Regions from separate parts of the Mus musculus genome. Here all the other regions are linked to region 4. The links are chromatin contacts, called in public HiChIP or PLAC-seq and promoter capture Hi-C maps. All regions are on one chromosome and are shown on one strand. The core of a region is the stretch at or near the end of the contact, and the rest is flanking DNA. Distances in the headings are between cores, read along the strand shown. Region 1 holds the start of Dnm1 (dynamin 1). Region 2 holds the start of Dpm2 (dolichol-phosphate (beta-D) mannosyltransferase 2). Region 3 holds the start of Lcn2 (lipocalin 2). Region 4 holds the start of Zer1 (zyg-11 related, cell cycle regulator). Region 5 holds the start of St6galnac6 (ST6 (alpha-N-acetyl-neuraminyl-2,3-beta-galactosyl-1,3)-N-acetylgalactosaminide alpha-2,6-sialyltransferase 6).

What was found. Promoter capture Hi-C pulls out the DNA fragments that hold promoters and counts their contacts. HiChIP or PLAC-seq counts read pairs in DNA pulled down with a chosen protein or histone mark.
Region 1: a contact with region 4 is called in a promoter capture Hi-C map of hippocampal neurons, with 3 times the contacts expected there. The contact joins the promoter of Dnm1 here to the promoter of Zer1 in region 4. A contact is called at or near these places in 4 of 39 promoter capture datasets (embryonic stem cells, hippocampal neurons, liver and 1 more), 1 of 115 datasets of contacts at active chromatin or transcription factors (thymic regulatory T cells) and 1 of 9 other capture datasets (pancreatic islet).
Region 2: a promoter capture Hi-C map of liver shows a contact between it and region 4, with 3 times the contacts expected there. The contact joins the promoter of Dpm2 here to the promoter of Zer1 in region 4. A contact is called at or near these places in 2 of 39 promoter capture datasets (embryonic stem cells and liver).
Region 3: a contact with region 4 is called in a promoter capture Hi-C map of pre-B cells, with 2.8 times the contacts expected there. The contact joins the promoter of Lcn2 here to the promoter of Zer1 in region 4. A contact is called at or near these places in 3 of 39 promoter capture datasets (embryonic stem cells, liver and pre-B cells) and 2 of 115 datasets of contacts at active chromatin or transcription factors (double positive thymocytes and kidney).
Region 5: an H3K4me3 HiChIP or PLAC-seq map of embryonic forebrain shows a contact between it and region 4, with 11 times the contacts expected there. The contact joins the promoter of St6galnac6 here to the promoter of Zer1 in region 4. A contact is called at or near these places in 1 of 39 promoter capture datasets (liver) and 1 of 115 datasets of contacts at active chromatin or transcription factors (embryonic forebrain).

Annotation. Positions count from the first base shown.
Region 1 is chr2:32,351,486-32,355,461 of GRCm38.p6, forward strand. It overlaps Dnm1 (dynamin 1), which reads right to left and starts at 1,844. Exons shown (of 23, transcript NM_001301737.1): 1 at 1,564-1,844. The coding sequence starts at 1,724. It also overlaps the pseudogene Gm52590.
Region 2 is chr2:32,568,465-32,572,827 of GRCm38.p6, forward strand. Dpm2 (dolichol-phosphate (beta-D) mannosyltransferase 2) reads left to right here and starts at 2,394. Exons shown (of 4, transcript NM_010073.2): 1 at 2,394-2,448; 2 at 2,742-2,831; 3 at 3,833-3,935. The coding sequence starts at 2,446. Fam102a (family with sequence similarity 102, member A) reads left to right here. Exons shown (of 11, transcript NM_153560.4): 11 at 1-1,286.
Region 3 is chr2:32,384,618-32,389,125 of GRCm38.p6, forward strand. It overlaps Lcn2 (lipocalin 2), which reads right to left and starts at 3,122. Exons shown (of 6, transcript NM_008491.1): 1 at 2,963-3,122; 2 at 2,411-2,547; 3 at 1,339-1,424; 4 at 1,089-1,208; 5 at 802-903; 6 at 20-267. The coding sequence starts at 3,100. The coding sequence ends at 248.
Region 4 is chr2:30,123,019-30,127,389 of GRCm38.p6, forward strand. Zer1 (zyg-11 related, cell cycle regulator) reads right to left here and starts at 1,593. Exons shown (of 16, transcript NM_001290503.1): 1 at 1,258-1,593.
Region 5 is chr2:32,604,242-32,608,444 of GRCm38.p6, forward strand. St6galnac6 (ST6 (alpha-N-acetyl-neuraminyl-2,3-beta-galactosyl-1,3)-N-acetylgalactosaminide alpha-2,6-sialyltransferase 6) reads left to right here and starts at 2,744. Exons shown (of 7, transcript NM_016973.3): 1 at 2,744-2,870; 2 at 3,801-3,855. The coding sequence starts at 3,830. Gm52551 (a long non-coding RNA gene) reads right to left here and starts at 3,660. Exons shown (of 2, transcript XR_003954025.1): 1 at 3,532-3,660.

The DNA.
Region 1 (3,976 bases), core at 594-3,093, 2.2 Mb after region 4:
CTGCTGGACCCCCGGGAAGGGGCTCATCTATATGGTTTCTTGCCTGTATCTGCAGCTCTGGGGTCACATGATCCAGAGACAGCTGCTCCTCTCTGCTGACAAGACAGACAGAGCTACTTCCACTGTGGCACGTCTACATCTCACCACTACATGGTTCTCACTCAGGCCCCCTTCCTCCCGCCACCCCACCCCCACCCCGGGGTGGGTTCACAGTGGCTTCCCAGGACGTGTAAGTGGTGGCATCAACCCTCCAGTCTGTCCATACTACACTGAGGTTTGGTAAAGGCAAGTGACTTGCCCAAGGTTTTCCAGCAGCACCTGGCTTAGACCCAGCTGTCACCCCACAGAATGCTTGTTCCTCTCTGGAAGGAGGGGCCGCCGCCGCCTCCCTCTCCCTCACGCCTGTCATTTCCTTAGCCATGAAGGTCATTGCAAGAAAGCAAGACTTTCTAGAAAGATGAGAGCTTGCACCTAGCGGGTGAGGGGTCAAGGTTAGCACTGGTGCATCCTCTCTGGTCCTGGCAGTCCCCTTCCCAGAGTGCACCTGAGCTTAGAATGAGCTGCTCTTTCTAAGAACCAGAAATGCCACTTCTGTCTTCCCTAGCTCCAAAGGAGCCTAGGGAGGTGGTGCGGAGGGGGGTCACGACCCTGCTTGCCCCCTCTAAGTCCAAGACCCTTTGTCTCTAAGGCTCTCCTCCACTCTGCCACCTGGCCTTCCCAGAGCCTTGTGGGATCAGAGGCCAGAGGAGGATTAGGTTCTGCAATGGCTCACCACCCCCCTCCTCGCCATCCTGCCTCCTGGACTTAGTCATCTCTGCCCTCTGCCGCCTTTTCTCTCCATCACAACCCTTCTGCCAGGCCAGGGGAGGAGGACGCTGACAAGCAGCCCCTTCCCAAGGGGTGCAGCGAAGGCAGGCTGCTCCGTAGAGGCTCACAGGCCGCTTCTCCTCCCGCTGCCATCCCCCCCCTTCCTTTCCTCGCACCGCAGCCCGCGCCTCCCCCTCTGCCTCTCTGCGCACGGATGGCGGCGGGAGCCGCAGAGGTGTGTGTGTGTGTGTGTGTGTGTGTGTGTGTGTGTGTGTGTGTGTGTGTGTGCGCGCGCGCGCGCGCGCGCCTGTGCGTGTGCGGGGTGGGGGGGTTGTGCCTGGTCTCCGATGCCTATGGGGCTGTGTCCTTTTCTAGGGACTGGGGGAGGGGGCTGTCCCCTGTCACGACCAGGAATTCCCATGGGGTCAGAGCGGGTTCCAAGGAGCCCAGGAAGGGGATATTGCCCTCTGGGTGCTCTCAGCTCCCAGTGAGGCGCTGAGTAATGTGGGCCCCCTCGGTGAGGGTATTGGCGATCAAGGACAGCTCTCTGCCGAGGTCGCTCTACAGACGATGGGGTGAACGAGGGGGCGTGAGTGGGGGGACTCCACTGATATCCGCGGGCTGGCGGGGGCGCTGCGGACCCCAGGACTCAAGCGGGGGGCGGGGGCGCTCGGTCCGCTAGAGCAGCGCCCAGACCGTCGGATCCCGGGGTGGGGACCCGGGGCACCGTGATGCGGGTGTCCGCGCCGCTCCTACCTGCCCACGAAATTCTCCAGCACCGAGCTCTTGCCGGCGCTCTGGCCGCCTACCACGGCGATCTGCGGCAGGTCGAGGTCCGCGTTCTGGCCGATGGCGGAGAAGGCGTCCTGTAACCGGTTAACCAGCGGGATGAGGTCTTCCATGCCGCGGTTGCCCATGGTTGCGGCGGGCCCGGCGGGCTGCGATCCGGCCGCCGCTCCTGCTCTGGCTCTTGGCCCCCGGCTTCGCGGCTGCAGCCGAATATCCCGACTGCGTGCGCCGCGGGTCCCCCGCCCCTCGGGGATCCGAGCGGAGCGCTTCTCCAGGCCGCCGCTAGATGGCGCGCGGGGATTCGCGGACTGGTCACTATGCGCAGACGCAACGCGGGGCGCCATGGGTGTTGTCGTTTTCTTCTTCTGCGGCTTTCGGGAGACTTACCTGTGTTTCTGGGATACGGATGCTGCACCGAAGATAATACTTTTGGTGATGGCTAGGGGTGCTAACTCTAGAAATGGGCTAGTATGTGGTGGTCATGATTACTTCATTTCAGCAGTTATTCCCAGTGGAGAAACTGAGGCCTTAGAGGGAAGATCTGGCACCCACAGGCTGCTGCAGTCAGCTGACCAAAGTCAACCCTAGTCCACTTAGCCTTTCTAGTCTAGGTTCTGACACTAATCAAAAATCTGCAGCATATTCCTTCCTATCCTGGGGCCTCAGTGTTTCTGGTTCTAGGAGGAAGAAAGAAAAACCATTGATTCAACAAATTACCAGGAGCCCATGATAAGCTAGACCCCTTCCTAAGTTTACAGACACAAAACTCGGCAGAACAGCTAGGGACTTTACACTCAGAGATCTTACAGGTGGTGGGATAGACGGGACACAGAAGAGCGTTTGTACTAGAAGAAACAGAGAAAACCAACAGGGCTTGGAAAGTCACATTAGCCAGAAGGGGGCAAAGGTTTTCCAAAGAAATTACCTTTGAAAGGGAACCTAACTGATAAGAAGGGGCCCGACACCCTGATGGAGTGGACAGGAAGTGCAAAGGCCCCAATACCTAGGAAGTGCTGCCGAGGAGAGGCAAAAGTTCTTGTCTTGAACTCTAAGGCTCCAAGAGGATGAGCGCCAGGCCCAGAGTGGCAAATAGTGCTATTCAAACCAGGGGTTCTTGCAGCCATACTTGCCTGTCCTTTTCACACAGACAGATAGTTGGATCTAGGTTCGGCTACTCACTTTTGCATCAAGAAGGACCTAGTTAGGACTCCTGACAAAGAAGCCAAGAAAGAGAGGGTTATCGGGTCACTTCTATGTTCTGAGACTAGGGAAGTGCCCTAGGCATTAGAGACTATCCATTTTTTTCACCCACTGAATGTGTGGTTGCTGAGCAGGCTAGCTCCCGCTAGACCCCAGAGACAAGGCAGTGACAAGCCACCTACAAGTGGCTCAAAGTCAAGTGGAAAAGGGAGGGGTCATATGCCAATAAATATGACTCTTTCCGGGGGTGATGAGTGGAGAGCAGGGCTGGGGCAGGGCTTGTGTTGTTAACTCATACAGGATAATAATGCTGGAACAGAGACTAGAAGTGTGTGGACCATGAGCCCAGTGAGAAGGGATTTCCAGTTAGGGGAGAACCACCCAGACCTTACCTCTGGGTCATTTCTGGGTCATAGCTATCTAATCTGTAGAGTTGGCACAATGACAAAATAGAATGTCTGTGTGAGGCCCAGCCCAGACCTGGTGTGCATTGACCCTCATTAACAACCATGCCAACCACATCAGAAATCCAGGAGCTGAAACACCAGCCCCAATACCCCTCATCCAGAGCCGCTATTCTCAGCCAGCCTAGAGAGGACAGGGATGTGAGCCAAGGTGACCAGCACCATCAAGTTAGGCTGGGCATACAGTTTGAAGATGTCTGTCTGGACCATTGCAACTGAGCTTTTGTTATTCTTCTTTATCCTTCTGAGGGGAAAGTGTGACTCTAGTGCTCCACTGCTACAAATAGTGCAGTTGAGTTTCCCCACATTTGGGGACCTCACAGGGTCAGCACACCTTGGGAAAACCACTTTCTAGATCATGACGTCTCTCCTGCCAGCTAAGTATTATGATTTCACCCCTTAAACACAGTGGTAAAACTTACTGTTAAAACCACACTCTCGGGCTGGTGAGATGGCTCAGTGGTTAAGAGCACTGACTGCTCTTCCAAAGGTCATGAGTTCAAATCCCAGCAACCACATGGTGGCTCACAACCATCCGTAAGGAGATCTGACTCTCTCTTCTGGAGTGTCTGAAGTCAGCTACAGTGTACTTACATATAATTAAAAAAAGAAAGAAAGGGGGCTGGTGAGATGGCTCAGTGGGTAAGAGCACCCGACTGCTCTTCCGAAGGTCCGGAGTTCAAATCCCAGCAACCACATGGTGGCTCACAACCATC
Region 2 (4,363 bases), core at 1,144-3,643, 2.4 Mb after region 4:
TACCTCCCCAACCCCAGCACTTTCTGTCCTATAATTTGCTTAAGGAGAGTATAGGCTGCCAGCTCAGCCCTGGATAAATTCCCACCCCCTTAAGTTTCACTCACTTTGTATCAACCCAGCAGGCTGGTGTTTCCTTGGCCCCTTAAGGTGTTTTTCCTCCTGAGTTCACAGTTCTTGTATTCCTTCCACCCCAACAAGGGGAGATAGGTGCCTCTGTTCCCCATTCCACCTGCACCCCAGCAGGGCTGGGGATAGGCGAGTATGGGACATTGTTTCTGTGGGTGGGGATGGCTGGACTCCCCAGGTTGGGAAGGTCCTTGCCTAGTTTGTGTCTTCCTCAGCTAGCAAAAGTTGGGGCTGTGGTCTTAGAGCTGCCTGGTGTCAGGACCAGATCATTTCTATAGGTTCTGTAGCCGTTGTTTTAATCAGCAGATGAATGTTAGAAGATGCTGCCAAGGCAAGGCAGAACATGGCTAGAGAAGGTTCCGGCAGCTCAGATTCCATCCTGCCCAGCAGGTGCCTGGCACTTTAAGGGACTCTGGCAGCTCTGTTCCTAGGTGAGGTGACCACCAGAAGATGGACAGAGCCCTAGTGTGCTTGTCTACTACCTTCCCCAGTCAGCATTGTTTTGGTCTAGTTCTAAATTCCAGGGCTCCAAACCAAGCAGTTGGTACTGTCAGGAAGACTGCCCCAAACCAAGAGCCCCTGCCTAACTCAAGCCAAGGTCTGGGACTGGATGGCCACTCCAGTAGACGAGAGCTGCCACATCCTCTGCTTCCAGGCACTGGGCCAGGATAACTTAGCTGAAAACATGACCACAACCAAATGAACACTGGTGGCAGCCAGAGGCTAAGAGCCTTTCCTCCTGCGCTCAGTGATCCCCACGGGTGCCCAGAGCACCTGGACTTCAAATTCTATATACAAAGATAGAGGATATATTAGAGGTATTTTTGAAAAGGAATTGGTCTATGCAATGCCAGTTTGGGACCTGTAAGACAGTTTAATGTTTCTATTAGAGAGATATAAAAGATCTGCAATATTTTTAGGGTTCTTTTCTGGTTACCCTACAGCTGACCACGTGGTCTGGCAGGATGAGCAGGCCCATCTTCTTCTGTGGGGAGAATTTGCTTTTGTGTTATTCCTTTCTAACCAGGTTACCACTGCACCCCATTCCGTGGGCTGTTCATATCTGTCTCAGCTTATAATAGAAAATTATGTCATATGGGGAAATCAGCCTAGTGTCAATGTTTGGTTTGGGGGTGGAATTAAATGCCGATGTTTTTGTTACTGCTTTTTGTTGGTGTTTCTTTTCATTCTCATCACCGTGTTGACTTGGGGGCTGCTAACAGGAGTTAGCCATGTATGTGTAAGATGACATGCTGGGGAAAGTAGGTTAGTGTTCTCCAGTCTGACCCCAGTCATAATGCTCACCACAAACACACACATACATATTACATATATGTCCACACATGTTTGTATGAATATGAATGGGCACTTGACAAAGGTCGGAGAACACCTGTTACTCCTGAACCTCTTCTTGTTTGAGACGGTGTCTCACTCTGGTTTTGGGGAAAGAATAAAACGTTTTTATTTGGTATTTATAAGGTTTCCTTTAGCCATGAGGTTTAAGGAGACCTACTACTCCTCATGCCTCCAGAGTGTTGGGACTACAGAAATGCACCACCATGCCCAGCATCAATTCGGGGATCTTAAAGCCCCACTTTTGGTCCTAATCATCGAAGAAACTGGTTAAAAATACCTGTCAGGGCACAAAGAGGGAGCTGTTGCCTCTGGTTGCAGAAATGGATAACCTGCATGGTGTAGCATTTGGAGAAGAATGGATCTACAGCAGCTAGCCCCATATGCCATGAGAGTAGTGTTCTGGGTGAGAAACAGAAGAAAAGCATGAAAGATAATTTGGCCCAGCGCCCCTTGGTTCTAAGAGGGCCATTCTGAAACCTCTGGCAGTGGACAATGAAGGGAAGCCTAGAAAGTTCCCTAGGAAGCCAACCAGTGGAAATTCTCATAGGCCAGGCCAGTGGTGGTCATTCTATACAGACTCTTCCATTAACAGTTTCAAGGCCAGAATGTAGAGCCTTTGAATTCTGATGTCTGCTTCAACAACCAACTCATTATGATCTATCCCTTTCCGGGACTTCCAACTCTGGGGTACATCTCACTCTGGCTTGGGACTGTAGGATAATGTTTAAATGATTATTGTTTGGGAAGGGTCTGACAGGGATGTAGCCACAAAAACCTGAAAGTCTGAGCTCCCGGCCCTACAGTTCCCTGCAGAAACTACATTTCCCGACATGCACTGGAGGGCGGGGAAAAGTGCCCGCACGTCAGCTCAGACGAGTCTCCGCGTGTCACGTGATTTACAAGCCGGAAAGGCCTAAACCAGGAACCGGATGTATTTTGTTGCTCCGGCGGAACGCTGGAGAGATGGTGAGCCTGGGGTGGAGTACATGTGTGATTTGAGGGTACCAGGGGTCGGGGCTCTGAGTAAGAGTCTCCTTGGGAGATGGAGTTGGGCTCTCCAAACCCAGATCGCTCTCTCCACCGCTTGCAGACAGGTGACACGAGGCCTGACGTGGCTTTCTAAACCCGAGAGCCACTTCTAGTAAGCCCTCCGTGGTTCTAAATGAATGAGAGGTTTGGAGTGTAAACCGGCTGCTCCGACCCTCCGTTAGTGCTTGTACACGAGCCATCTCGCCTGCTGAGCCTTTATTTTTCTCCAGGCCACCGGGACAGACCAAGCAGTAGGATTTGGCCTTGTCGCCGTTAGCTTGATCATCTTCACCTACTACACCACTTGGGTGATTCTCTTGGTATGTGTGCCCCACCCCCACCCCGCTCACCTTCATTTTGCTCTGGATCTCTAAGCCAGTTTCCTAACGCGACTTAATCAGCGTCTGTGTGCCAGCGTCTGGATGTTTAGCTAGCTCTAATCTCACGAAATCTACACTATGGTGCTTGCAGATGGTGTCTACATTTTATAGATGAGGAGGCTAAGACTCGGGGAGAAGGCTGTTTCTCAGCCTCTGAACTGCCGCACAGTGAGGCTTTATTTTGTGTTTGTCCTCCTGGTTAGCCAGCAGGTTCCTGGGTGTAGCAGTCGCCGGTGGAGTTTATTAACATCTCAAGTCTCTCTCTCTCTCTCTCTCTCTCTCTCTCTCTCTCTGCCTCTCTCTTTAATGTGGGAAATTTTGTTAGTTATTGTTTTAAAGTACACTGTGCTTGGAAAGGGGCATCTTGCAGTACTTGGTATCCTTCAGAGAGGAAAGTTAGGTGGGCTGACCTTCGGTGATGAAGAGAACTGGCTGATTCTCCAGAGGACTGGGGTTCAAGTTCCAGCACCCACATGGCCAGCTACAACCATCTGTAACTCCAGCTCCAGGAGACCCAGCAAAAGTCCCTGGAACGGAACGCCATTGCTGCTTAAGTTGTGTTAGGAGTTAGATTGGAGATCCAGGGCTTGGATGAAAGTACACCTGGACTCACAGGCACAAATGCATGATCAAAAAATAAAGACCTCTTTAAAAGACCTAGAGTTCTCAGAAGGCAGAAGAAGGGGGGAGGGCAGCTTGGTGAGGTCAGCCAGGGCCTCAGAAATCAAAAAGGATGGTTTCCAGCACTCACAAGGCCCAGGCAGTATTCAACAATACAGAGACAATATGGTGGGTCTCTTGTTATGATACATATCCACGCTTGGGGATGCTATCAAGGTGGGCCCTCAGTATCCAGTGCTGCCAGGGGGAGGTGGGACGGCTTCCCTTTGGGGCTGAGTAAGGTGAGCAGTACTCACCAGAGCTCTTGCCCTTGGTGCCAGCCATTCATTGACAGCCAGCATGTCATCCACAAATACTTCCTGCCCCGCGCCTACGCCGTCCTCCTCCCGTTGGCCGCAGGCCTCCTGCTGCTCCTATTTGTGGGTAAGTCTCCCGATCTGGGGCAGGGTGTCTGGAAGGCAGCGTGCTTCCACATGCTGGCACCTGCTGTACATCTGCTTAGACTCTCCTTGTCACCAATGCTCCCCGGGGCTTTCCTATTCCTTAAAGGCCACGGGCAGAAGCTCCTCTAGTGGTGTTCCCAGTTTTCAGGTTCCTGGGGCAATGAGGACATGGCTCCCCTTTCTTTCCTGTCTCAGCTTCATCTTCATCTCTTCAATGTTCCTGCCTCAAGTCACCCTGGCATCTCTTACGGCTCTGTGGGTTGGGAACTGTGTCTTTGCTGTTACGCTATTCTAAGCTCTAGCCCAGGAGCCTAAAAGAGTGCTTGGGTTGACTGAGGAACCACATGGCCGGATGATGCACAGGTGGTTAGCCTTGCACCATTTTGGTGATAGTTAACTGACCCTCAG
Region 3 (4,508 bases), core at 1,872-4,371, 2.3 Mb after region 4:
AGCACAGACCCTGAGAAGTGGGGGCATGTATTTATTCAGCAGAAAGGGGACGCCATTGGTGGTGTTAAGACAGGTGGATGGGGAGTGCTGGCCAAATAAGAAGAGGCTCCAGATGCTCCTTGGTATGGTGGCTGGTGGGGCAGCCAGGTGGCTCTCTGGCAACAGGAAAGATGGAGTGGCAGACAGACAGGCAGCGCCTGAACCATTGGGTCTCTGCGCATCCCAGTCAGCCACACTCACCACCCATTCAGTTGTCAATGCATTGGTCTGTAGGAGAGAAAGCTCATCAGAACAGAGCAGAGGGAGACATGTGGGTGATCTCGGCTGCCTGGGCCTTTTTTGATGGCTGGGGCAGCAGAGCGACCTCTGTGGAGCCGACAGTGTGAAAGAGAGGCATCAAGGGTTGCTGTGGGGGAGTGGTGGCTACCTAGCCTCTCACCGGATGGCTCTGTGTAGCCCAGAGTCTTCTACCCAAGTCACTTGAAAGCAAAATGTCTCTCAAGCTATGGGATAGGGGTAGGCCCAGGACCAGGCCCAAGGTTCAGGGTTTGGAGAGGAACTAGCCCTTGGAAGAGGTGGGAGGCTTGGGGTGACAAGAATGAGGAAGCTTGGACAGGAATCTGGACTCCTCATCAGGGCAAGTCCTGACTGAGATCGCTGAGGACTGTCACAGAGTCTCCCAGACCTCAAAGTGGATCCCGATGGCTAGAGCAGGGGATTAAGTCTTTCCTTCCCCTGGCAGGTCAGTACCAGCTTGGACAGTTCCCACATCCCTTCCCTGTCTCCTCAACTGGCCATTACCGGTGGGGACAGAGAAGATGATGTTGTCGTCCTTGAGGCCCAGAGACTTGGCAAAGCGGGTGAAACGTTCCTTCAGTTCAGGGGACAGCTCCTTGGTTCTTCCTGCAACCAAGATTGCCAGAGAGCAGCCACAGGTCACTCCATAGGTTTGACTGGACTAGCAAACAAACCCTCCCTCAGACTTGTTATCTGTGGAGGTCTGCAGAAGACCACTCCTTGAAGGGGGCTGAAGCTGAGACTGGGGTGTAACCTGAAGTTGAATCCCTAAGGGTCACGCAAGAACTCACCATACAGGGTAATTTTGAAGTATTGCTTGTTTTCAGAAGTCTTTCGGAAAAATACCATGGCGAACTGGTTGTAGTCCGTGGTGGCCACTTGCACATTGTAGCTCTGTACCTGAGGATACCCTGAAGGCGTGGAGAACAAGGGATGGGTTCTGTCTGTCCAAACTAAGAGTTCTCCCCAGCTTTCAGAGTGGCTTTCCCCATAATAAAATATGAGTGGAGGGACAAGGACCCCACCGGATTCAGGACTCACTGTGCATATTTCCCAGAGTGAACTGGCCAGCCCTGGAGCTTGGAACAAATGTTCTGATCCAGTAGCGACAGCCCTGGTCCTGGTCCCTGTGGGAGAGAGATGAGAGTGAACAGGGATATGACATAGGCTGGAGTGTCCTTTGGACTAGAGCAGGTGGGACTAGCATTCTGATGTCGCCCACCCCTGTTCCTCCAACCCATAATAGCCTGCCACCAAACCTGGCAGGAGGCCCCGCCCACCCATCTTAGATGCACCTAGGCCTTTTGAGTCTGCCCTGCCTGGTCCTGCTAAGACCTTTCTCCCCATTCTTTCTCTGCTCCATCTCTACGGCCTCTCTTGGTTAATCCTGAGCAGCCAGCCTACTACAAGTTAAGCACTATGCCCCCAACCCTTTAACCAAATGTGAAATTTCCCTAAGTCCCGTTCAATCCCCTGCCACAAATAGCTGAGCCCCCACCCCCAAACCTGCCATTCACCTGCCCTTTGCTCCTCAGATATTTTGCTCCAACTCCAGCCCACCTATCTGCCAGAGGCAGTTATCATATGCAGGTGGTGGCCCTGGCTCTCCTCTGCAGGCGCAACCCTCCATCCCCCACACACCTCCCCCACTGACTGCCTGCCCTCTCCTTCACTATTCTTTCCACTCTCCCTTGCTCCAATTAAGCCACAGTTCTCCTTGCAGAAGCCCCTGACCAAGCCTTGGCACAGGGTGAAATGCCCCGGGGCTATTCCACTCAACAGAGGAGTAACCAGTGCTCCTAACCACTGAGCCTTCTCCCCAGTCCTTCCACCTAAATTTTGAGAGAAGGTGAGCTCAATGATTGGATTACATTGGCTGCCCAGCAAGTCCTAGGGCTCCTGACCCCTCCTCCCCAGGACTAGGTACCACACCCGGCTCCTTGATGCTTATTCCTGGGAACCGAACTCAGAATCTCCTGCTTATGTGGCATCTCCCTAGCTTCTCCCTCTTGTTTTCTGTGGCTTGTGTGTCCTTCTCACTTTGACAGAAGTCAGGAATGGGAGAAGAAAAGAGCAAGAAACCACCCAGTTCCGGGCTGTGACAGGGCTTCACCTGACCAGGATGGAGGTGACATTGTAGCTATTGTTCTCTTGTAGCTCATAGATGGTGCTGTACATCGTAAAGCTGCCTTCTGTTTTTTTCTGGACCGCATTGCCTGCCAGGCCCACAACGTACCACCTGCCCCGGAACTGCAAGAAATGAGAGGTAGAGCCAGGGATGGCCTCGCAGGCCGCTCCTCCTGCTCTGTTCCTCTGGGTACCTTCAGGCACCCCAGCTGGAGGGCAGCAGAGCCCCAGACTCTGTCTGTCTAGAGATACTGGCAGGAGTTAGCCTCTTCCAAGGCTAGACAAGATCCTAGATGGAGTTAACCCTGAGTTAGCAGGATGGGGTGGTTTTGGGCAAGGGGTTACTGTCAGAGTGGCTATCTGAGCAGCATGAGATGTGGCATCCCCTAGGACACAGAATGATCATGTGTAGAAGCCTGGACACTGGCCTCCCAGAGTCCTAGCCATCCTACCCAGCGCTGCCCGTGAAACCTTTGGCTTCTCCTCCCATCTGCCCTGTTTCCCCAGCCTCTCCTGCAGCAGCCCTTCAGGGTCCTACCTGATCGCTCCGGAAGTCTGGCTGCAGGGGGACAGTGAGCAGAGATGGGGCAGGGATCAAGTTCTGAGTTGAGTCCTGGGCCTGGCTCTGCAGGACCCCAAGCAGGGCAAGGCCCAGACACATGACACTCAGGGCCATGGTTTCCACAGCTACTAGGTCTGATGTGTGCTGGAGGAGGAAGAGCAGAGAGTGAGGAGGACTCCCCAGCGGGCTTTTTATGGGCCTACCTGGCTGCCAGCCCCCCTGTTGGGCGGGGTAGTCCATCCTTTACCAAGTCCAGGAAGCCATGAAGTAATTGCCAGTACATTCTGTTGAAATACTTGGCAAGATTTCTGTCCCTCTCTCCCCCAGGTCGGAACTGTGCAAGGTTGAGCAACAGGAAGGGCTGCAGGGGACAGAGGGGGACCAGAGGGACATTCCCAGGGCTTTGGATTCTGGCAGGCACAGGGCACTGCTTGTGGGTCAGCAGCTCAGATCTGGACTGCCTGTCCACTCCCATAACCCTGTAGGAGTCCTAGAGGGTCAGAAACAGGATAGTGAGTATAGTACAGGCTTCCCCCACCCCTACCCCCTGCCTCCTACCCCACACCCACACCTGCTGTAAGCCAAAGCCATCTGAACACCAGACCCTGTGCAGCTTCCTTGTCTGGGGAAGGGTGAGCAAGCTGAGAGTGAATGTTTTAGACAGGGAAGAACAGGACACCCTGTTCTGAGCCTGCCAAGCTCAGCCTTGGTCCTGGCACAGGGTGAGGCGTCCAAAAGATTATCCTGGAAGTGTCCAATACCTTGAGCCCCTTCACTTTCCCATGACCCCACTGCCATTTACAGGAACAGACAGGGCAGCAGCTGAACTCTCAGGGACTCACCCTCTCCTGTGCCACGTAGTCCTTAGATGTGGCTGCTTTCATTTTTTTTTTTCTTTTTTCTTTCTCTTTTTTTTTCAAGACAGGGTTTCTCTGTATAGCCCTGGCTGTCCTGGAATTCACTTTGTAGACCAGGCTGGTCTCGAACTCAGAAATCTGCCTGCCTCTGCCTCCCGAGTGCTGGGATTAAAGGTGTGCACCCCCACGCCCTTGTGGCTGCTTTCAAAGGTAAGGACTGCAACCTCGGTGTCATCTTAGCACGGAGGATAAGGGGATCACTTGGGGGAGCAGGAGCCCTTGGGGAAAGTGGGTGTGTCTCCACACTGCCCTGTGTACTCCAGTTACTTTGGGCAGAAGCAAGTTTCTACCTTCTCCTTAAGTCATCCTCCCTTGAGAAGGCATCCCTCTGTCCCTGGCCATAACCTTGAGCAGGGGAACCTAGTGGCCCGGCTTCAGGGCTCTCCCTCCCCCAGTTGATTCGAGCTTAGTCCTGGAGAAAGCCCTTTCCTCCCTCACTGGGGCCTGGCCGACATCAATTGAAGGTAGTGATGGATCCCAGATGCTATACTGTGCCGTTTCCCGCCCCCCAGGTGGCCTACTCAGGATCTGCTTCTGAACATCTGACCTGAAGCTGGACTGAAGTCCTCTGGCCCTGGGCAGGACCAAAGGGGCCATTGATTTAC
Region 4 (4,371 bases), core at 343-2,842:
CAGATGGAAAGACCGAGGCAGAAGGTCACCTGCTCACATTCTAACTACGAGGAAACAGTAATGTGACATGACTTTCCCGCAGAAATCTCTTTTAATTTCTGCCATGGATGTTCAGTACAGACAGCAAGAGGGCACTTAAAACACAGGGCTGAAGTACATTGGTCATTTGTCACCTCAGACAATTGATTCTTCTCCAACATTTCAAAAATTACAAATCAACCCTGCATCACAAGCCAGTCCCTAATATGTTCCCTGCGGTTATTTCTTCTCACTTGATTTCCTTGCCACCCACTCTGCCTCCTTCATTCAGACCCAAGCGGGTTCTCTTGCCACCACAGGATCTTTGCGCCTGCTGCTGAATGCTGAGCCCCCAGAAAGCTGTAATGACTTTCTACCTCACTCATCTCTGCTCAGACAGAAACCTCATTAGAGACCTTCCCTGACCATTCTATACAGAGGTCCCAGTCTCTGCTTCGTGACACCTATTACTATCAAACATGTTGTACGTTTATTTACTGAATAAGGCAAAGCACATCGACCCTTCATACCTAACAAGAACCTCTTGGTCAAAGCATAGCTTCTGTGACCCCCCTTTCAATGCTATCTCCACCGGTCACTCTAACTTGAAGCCTGTAGAGAACCATTCTGTCAGAAACATCATTGAGTTAGCTTTTCCCAGGCATTAGGCACCACTACCCCCAACCCTCTGCTCCCCCTCCCGTCTCTGTCATACACACAAGGCACAAGCAAACCCGGGGAAGCTTTGACTGGTTAAAGAGCAGCTAAATCTACCCAGAGCTAGCCAGAGCGGTCAGTTTTAGTTTCACCTCACCTATGGGAGCCATTGATCTTCAGCAAGCCCACCCGCTCTTTTCCGACCCTGTTGCACTATCTTGTACCTTGGCATCGCATTTTGGGAGCTGATCCAGGAGCCAAGCCATCCCTAAGCTTTTAAGTAGCACGGCTTCGGGGGTTGGGAGAAGACCTAAACTCATCCAACAGGTAGGAGGGGCAGAGGCTGGCCTCCTAAGCCCTACGTTGAGCCCCCATTTTGCAAGGGCGAGCGTCGTTCTCATTCTAGAGAGAGCTCAATTTTCAAGGCAAAATCCTCAGACCTGGGTGGCAGGCGACGAGCGCCATCCCACCACTAGCCTGTGGTGGACCTCTGCAAGGAGTCGCAGCGACAATGCTTAGACCCTGAGACAGGGTGAAGAAAAGGATGCAGGTACGTCTCTTGGCTCGGCATTTAGGACGTACCCTAGGAGGGGGCGGCCCTCAACGGGGAGACAGGATGCTTCGCAGGCTTACAAGCGGAGGCTGCGGCCCGGGGGAATCGGCGGCCAAAGCGCCGCAGGAGGTCGGATCCGGTCCGGGTCCGGGTCGGCGGGGCGGGGCGGGGCAGGGCGGGAATGCTGCGACCGGAGCCCCGGACGGAGGCCGTTCCCTTGCCCTCGGGCCGCCGGCTGCTTGGCTCCGGGCCCAGCCCCTCCCCCCGATCCTGTTCCGAAGGCTTGGAGAGCCTGTGGCTGCGGGTGTGCTGTCAACAAAGCGTCACTTCCGGGCCGCCCCTTAGCAGCAGAGGAGGGGTTCTCTCGTCTTGTCCCGCCGCGAACGTGGGCGGAGGCGGCTGAAGGTTCCGGGTTCTCTGGGCTGCTCCTGCCCAAGCTGAGGCCCCAGTCTCCACGTTAGCTTCCAGGGTTCCTTCTAGCGAGGGGCTAACTCGCAGGAGCAGGTTCAGGACAGGATTGACTCCATCTTACCTAGTTAGTGCTGACTCACCCGGTGCCCAACCCGACGTCTTTTGGGCGGTCTCTAAGCAGCCACCACATTGCCCCTCAAAATGTGCTCCTCCTTCTTTCCTTCACGAAAAGGGCCATTCACCCAGGAGCTGTCAGATAGCAGGAGTGAGGCTGTTCTTGGCCACTGCGTTTTCTTCTAGTCACCAAGGATCTCTTAACAGTTGTTTCTCTCTTCCTCCAATAGTGCCCTACTGTCCATCATTTTATCTTTCAAAAATATTATTTTAATTATGTACATAAGTGTATATGTGCTTATGCACGTGACGGCAGCTGCCTGCTGAGGACAATAGCCCCGGAGCCCATGAAGCTGAAGTTACAGGTAGTTGTAAGCCCCACAAACGTAGGAACCGAACAAGCTCTCTGGTCTATACTTCCTTTTCATTTTAAGATTTTTTTCCCATTTATTTATATGTGTGCATGCATATGCACATGTGCAGGAGATCAGAGCACTGTTGGCTGGAGAGGGTTCTCTACACCAGCCACGTTGGTTTCAGGGATCAAATTCAGTCCTCACCATGCTTGTACCAAGCACCCTTACATGCTGGGCCATCTCACTGGCCCCATCACCATTTCTTCTCTTGATTTCTACCATAGCCTCCGAACACAAATCCCTTCGTTCCTTCTGCAGTCTCACAATCAGGGCATCCAGACTTTTCATCTACCTTCTCTCCTTACCCAGTCCCTCAGTAAATTGTTTCCTTCTGGTCTCCTGTCCAGAACGTTCACAGTTGAAATCAGTGTGGGCTCTTTGCATCTCTGTCATTCTAAGCTCAAACAATCAGGCAGTAGGCTTAAACATTTTTCTTACTGCCCTCCACATCTGGTAAACTAACAACACTTTTTGCTTAAGGAATGCCCTGGAGTGAGGTTAGAGAGAAAGAAGGGAGGGGATGTGGAGGCTCAAACCCAGGTCCTGTGGCAGACAGGAATTCTATCATTGAGCGCGCGCACACACACACACAAAATACTATACATACACCTTAATCTTAGCACTCAGGAAGCAGAGATAGGCAGATTCCGTTAGTTTAAGCTAGTTCCATGACAGCCAAAACTACACAAAATAACCATGTCTCTAAAACAAAAAACAAAACAAGAAAAGGAGAAAAAATAAAAGAAAAGAGAAAGTAGATACCTTAAGTAGGAAGGTAAATAACTCAAAATAGGTTCAGGAAGTCCCTGAAACTAACCAGATTCACTAAGACCCTCCCTGCCAGAGAAAAGAATAAAAAGTTGAGAGTTCTTAGTCAAGCTGAGCTGCAAAGAAGATACTGAGACCAGACCAGCTACATGTAAGAAGAGGAAACAAGCTGAGCTGCCTATGAGAGATTTAGACCACAGTCAGGTGGAAAGTACATTTCCCAGTCTGTTTAGCTCTCTGCAGACTATGCTCTGTGCTATAGGTTTCCAGCTTTTCTGAACTGTCATCTTCGCAGAGATGTGCCTTGGTCATGCCACTGTCTTTGAGTCATTTCTGTTCCTGTAAGTAATACCAATAAAACTCACTAGCTCACCAAACTGGACTGTGGTGGTATATTTGGTCTGTCCGGAATTCCCTATCCGGGGTGAGTAGACATGCATGTTGTTAACTTTCTAGGAAAAAATTGTCACATAACACCCTGTGTATGGCAATCCTAACTCAGCAATGTATTGAAACAATTCTACATGCACGACTGTCTTAGTTTAGGGTCACTATTGCTGTGAGGAAACACCATGACCAAAAGCAAGTTGTGGAGGAAAAAGTTTATTGGGCACACACTTGTCCATCATAGTCTTTGAAGGAGGTCAGAGCAGGAACTCAGATGGCAGAAGCCTGGAGGCTGGAGTCCATGCAGAGGTCATGGAGGTCACTTGTTTGCTCATCTTTGTTTGTTTGAGGCAGGATTTCTCTGTGTAACTCTGTCTCACACTATAGGCCAGGCTGGGGTTAAACTCAGAGATCACCTGCCTCTGCCTCCCATGCACTGGGATTGAAGGTGTGTACAACAAGTGGGCTGATACATCTAAGTATTTTTTAAAGATTTATTTATTTATTATATGTAAGTACACTTCATATAGGTGTCATTCTTCAGACACCCTAGAAGAGGGCATCAGATTTCATTATGGATGGTTGTGACCCACCATGTAGTTGTTGGGATTTGAACTCAGGGCCTTCGGAAGAGCAGTCAGTGCTCTTACCCACTGAGGAATCTCTCCAGCCCACATCTAAATTTTTATGCAGGCATTTTCTCAGTGAAGGTTCCCTTCTTTCAGATGACTCTATCCTGTGTCGAGTTAACATTAAACCAGCCAGTAAAATGACCAAGTGAGATTTATTCCTGGAATTCAAAGATGGGGGTCAATCTTTTTTTTTTTTTTTTTTTGGTTTTTTGAGACAGGGTTTCTCTGTATAGCCCTGGCTGTCCTGGAACTTACTCTGTAGACCAGGCTGGTCTCAAACTCAGAAATTCGCCTGCCCTGCCTCCTAAGTGCTGGGATTAAAGTCGTGTGCCACCACGCTCTGCTTTAGGGGTCAATCATTCTAATACAGGGCATTGACATAAGAAGGAGAAAAGCATCTTTAATCCCAGCACTC
Region 5 (4,203 bases), core at 1,494-3,993, 2.5 Mb after region 4:
TGCCACAGGTCAGAGGACAACTTCCAAGGGTGAATGCTCTCCTTCCTCCAAGTGGCTCCCAGGGATCAAACCCAGGTCGTCAGGCTTGGTGGCATGCACTTTTACCTGCTGAGCCAGCTCCCTTAAATTGTGATATTCTAATTTTGTGATAGGCTGATGTGTTTATATTATTTTAGTAAGTTATAGCACATATGAAGGCTATGAGCCTCTTGAACACAGTGTGCATGGATACTGTAATGTGCGGTCTCCCTGGTGCTTTTAAAACTTTAATCAGTGATACGGGCAATGGCTATCTCCTGCCCTTGGCAATGCCAAGTAGGTTTCTTTTTGGTTTGTTTTTGTCCTAGTTAGTGTTCTATTTCTGTGAAGGGACACCACAACCAAGGCAACTCTTAGAAAAGAAAGCATTGAATTGTGGGTTATAGTTTGTTTATAGTTATAGACGCTTAGTCCATTATCATCATGGTGGGGAGCATAGCGGCTGGCATGGTGTTGGAGCAGAAGCTGAGACCCACATCCTAATCTACAAGCAGGGGACAGGATGAAGGAGGGGGCGGGGTGAGAGCGGGAGGCGGGGCCTCGGAAAAGGAGCCGAAGAAAACCAGGGTTTCCATTTCATTTGGCTGTCTTTGAACTTGGTATTTAGCAGAAGATAGCCTTGACTCTACTACATCCACTCCCCTAGCCGTGTGCTGGGATCACAGGCGTGCCTCTGCCAGGCTACATTTGTTATTTTCACTCCTTGGGTCTCCAAGATTCACCAGCGTTCCTATAGCTTATCATTGCCCCTGCCGTGTAATAGTCCACAGTGTAAATATTCCTTAAAAAAACAAAAACAAGCCGGGCATGGTGGCACACACCTTTAATCCCAGCACTTGGGAGGCAGAGGCCGGTGAATTTCTGAGTTCAAGGCTAGCCTGGTCTGCAGAGTGAGTTCCAGAACAGCCAGGGCTACACAGAGAAACCCTGTCTCGAAAAACAAACAAACAAAAAACAAAAACAAAAACCCTTGCCAGGTGGTGATGACAAATGCCTTTAATCCCAGCACAGCAGAGGTGGATCTGAGTTTAAGGCCAGCCAGGTCTACAAATCGAGTCCCAAGACAGCTAAGGCTACCCAGAAGAACCTTTGTCTTGAAAACCAAATCAATCACTTGGGAGGCAGAGGCAGGCGGATTTCTGAGTTCAAGGCCAGCTTGGTCTACAGAGAGAGATCCAGGACAGCCAGGGCTACACAGAGAAACCCTATCTCGAAGAAAAAAAAGAAAGAAAGAAAGAAAGAAAGAAAGAAAGAAAGAAAGAAAGAAAGAAAACCAAATCAAACCAAACAAACAAACTTTCCATTCTCCTGTTAGTAGATATCTGGACTATTTCTACTCTTGTGTTTCAAACTGTCCAGCTGTGACCTTCACTGTGTACATCTGCAGGACCTAATAGGTACCTAGGGTGGGGAATGGAAAGTTTTACTATGATGTTTTCCTAAGTAATTACAAAACAGAACTCTTTAAACATGCTTTCTCTTCCTAAATCTCCCCATCACCCTCTCAGGCATGCACGTTAACCCTCGTTCCCAGCCTCTTAGAACACTATGGGTAGGCAGTCTTTGTTTATGTAACCAGCTTTCTAACAGGCTACATATGCACATCCCTGTGTCCATACATGCACATCCCTGGATGTCTGGAGGCCAAAGGTCAGCCTCCAATGTTCTTTCCTTGACCTGGGAGGCCCAGAAAGGGTAAGCTAGCTGGAGGGGTCTCCTGTTCTTCCCACCCCCAGAATGGGGATTACAAACACGTGACGTCGCTGGGCGGGGGTAGCACACGGCTTTAATCCCACCACTTGGGGAGGCAGAGGGATCTCTGTGAGTTCAATGCCAGCTTGGTCTAGAGAGCAAGTTTCAGGACAGCCAGGGCTACACCAAGAAACCCTGTTTCGAAAGACAGAAGCAGAACACGGCATCGAGTCTGACATATTGACTATCTCCCTAGCCCTCAGGTTGCATTTTTCTTTAATTTTTCATTTTATTTTATGTGTATGGATGTTTTGCTTCCACATGTCTGTGTACCACATATATGTGCAGTACCCATGGATGCCAGAAGAGGGCGACAGATCCTCCTAGGACTGTGCTGGGAGTGGACCCCAGGTCCTCTAGAAGAGTTGCCAGTATTTGTAACTGCTGAGCCATCCAGTTGGTTGGGTCCAGATTGCTTCCTTTTAGTCACATAAAATAGTGCAACGAATATTTGAGGGTAGGATGAAGAGAGTTGAGCCAAGATCTCTCCATGTACCCCTGGCCGGCCCGGTACTCACTATGTCTATCAGGCTGGCCTTGAACTTGCAACAGTCTTCCGCCCTCTTCTATCTCCTAAGTAGGGTGCAGGCCTCTAAGCTACCAGGCCCATCAAAAGCTACGTTTTCAAACGTTGCTCTCTCCATTTTCCGGAGATAAGGAGATGAAGTACCAAGCTGCCTAGGGGATGGTTACTGGGTCTCTACGAGGGGGAGTCCAGGTAATTAATAACCAGAGTTCGAACCCAGTGATCTCCGCGTTTCGGATTCCCCATCCGAGGTCCTGGTGTCCATTTGGAGAGAGAGAAATGGATGAGATTTGGGATGGGGCGCGGGGCACGAGGGTGCTGTGGGAGAGCGTCTCTCCTCTCTGGCACCTCCCTGGGGCGGGGCCATCCGCAGCCTGAGGCTCCGCCCTCTCGCTCGGCCCTAACGGGACTGCGAGCGCCGGCGCTAGGACCCGGCGGGCTGGAGCTGCGGCGGGGCCTGGGCGGCCAGAGCGGCGCGGACCCCGGTTCTCGGCTCCCGGCGCCATGTGACGGGGTGCGGGGGCCGCGGGGGGCCGGGCGCTCCCCGGCGGAGGTGAGCCGGTGCTGCGCGGGGGCGGGCAGCAGAGCGGGAGGGGGCTTGTGCTTGCGCCTCGGCAGTGGGGAGCCGCTGATAAGGGGGGAGCCCCAGGGCTCCCCGAGACCCACTCTGCTTGCTAACTGCACCCCGAGATCTAGCGGGATTCTTTGGGCCTCTCGTGTTGGAGATGGGGCGACCCTGCCGCGGCCCCGCACCCCTCCCCTGCAGAGCCGGGGTCAGGATAGGATGCTTGACCCTAGGGTGCAGCGGCAGAAGATGGGGAGCGGGGCTGAGCCTCTCACGAGGCACTCGGGGGTACCCTGCTCCCGTCACCTGGAGAAGCCCCAGAGCGAGCTCAGGGTGCGGCCCTCACCCTCAGCCCAGAGCTCAGCCTCCGCAGGTCCAGCCTTGGAGCTGAGTCTAGGCTTCTGGGCTGCCACCTCCCCAGCGGAGTCAGCAGCTCCCCACCAGGCCTGGCCACTCCGAGCCGAACTAGATGTCTGGCGCACGCACAGGCTACAAGGGGACCCTCCCGGGAGACCCTTTCAGGCTCCGCCCTGTAAACAAACACTACAAGATTCCCCCCTCCCCCGCTTGCTCCTGCTCCCTGCGAGGCGCGTTGCCTCTCTGATCCCTCAGTCTCCTCATCTGTGAAATGGGGAGCAAGAGCACCTACCAGGCGTTGCCTTGAAAAGTGTGTAGGCAGGCGATGCTTTGCGTAGCTCCGGAGCATGTTTCGTAATATAAGGGAAGTCCCCGGCTTGGGGTCAAGAGGGGGAGGATTGTTTCTGGGACAGGCTTGTGCAGGGGCGGGCATTGAACGGAGTAACCCGAAGGCTTAGGATTTCTGATATAGTACTTTCAAGCCTTCGGCTCTCCTTTTCACAAATGCATGCATCTTTCCAGTCGCCCCAGGAGTTACCAGTTCTTATTCCCATTTCACAGATGAGGAAACTGAGGCTCAGAGAGGTCACATGGCTTGCTCGAGGCCCCCCAGCCAGTAAGTGTGGACCCGACATTCGCACTGGCACCTGATACGCTGTTCTGACCATGGCGTTCTCAGAGCAGGACCGTGACGGGCCTGACCGGGGGAACCGTAGTCCTGGCTGAGGGCACTGCTCAGGCAAAGGTGGGAAAGTGGGGCGTGGGCCTGGGACCTGGAGTGCTCCAAGTGTCTGGAGCACGGGGCATGCGCAAGACAGGGTAGTAAGACGGTGGTCTGTCTGGGAGCTGTGGCCAGACCCAGGGGAGCTTTGAATGCTGGAGGTGTCAGGGTTAATGGGGGCGACTCTAGGATTCTGGCCTCCTGTCTTCTGACCTAACGGTTTGAGTCCACGGACAAGCCACG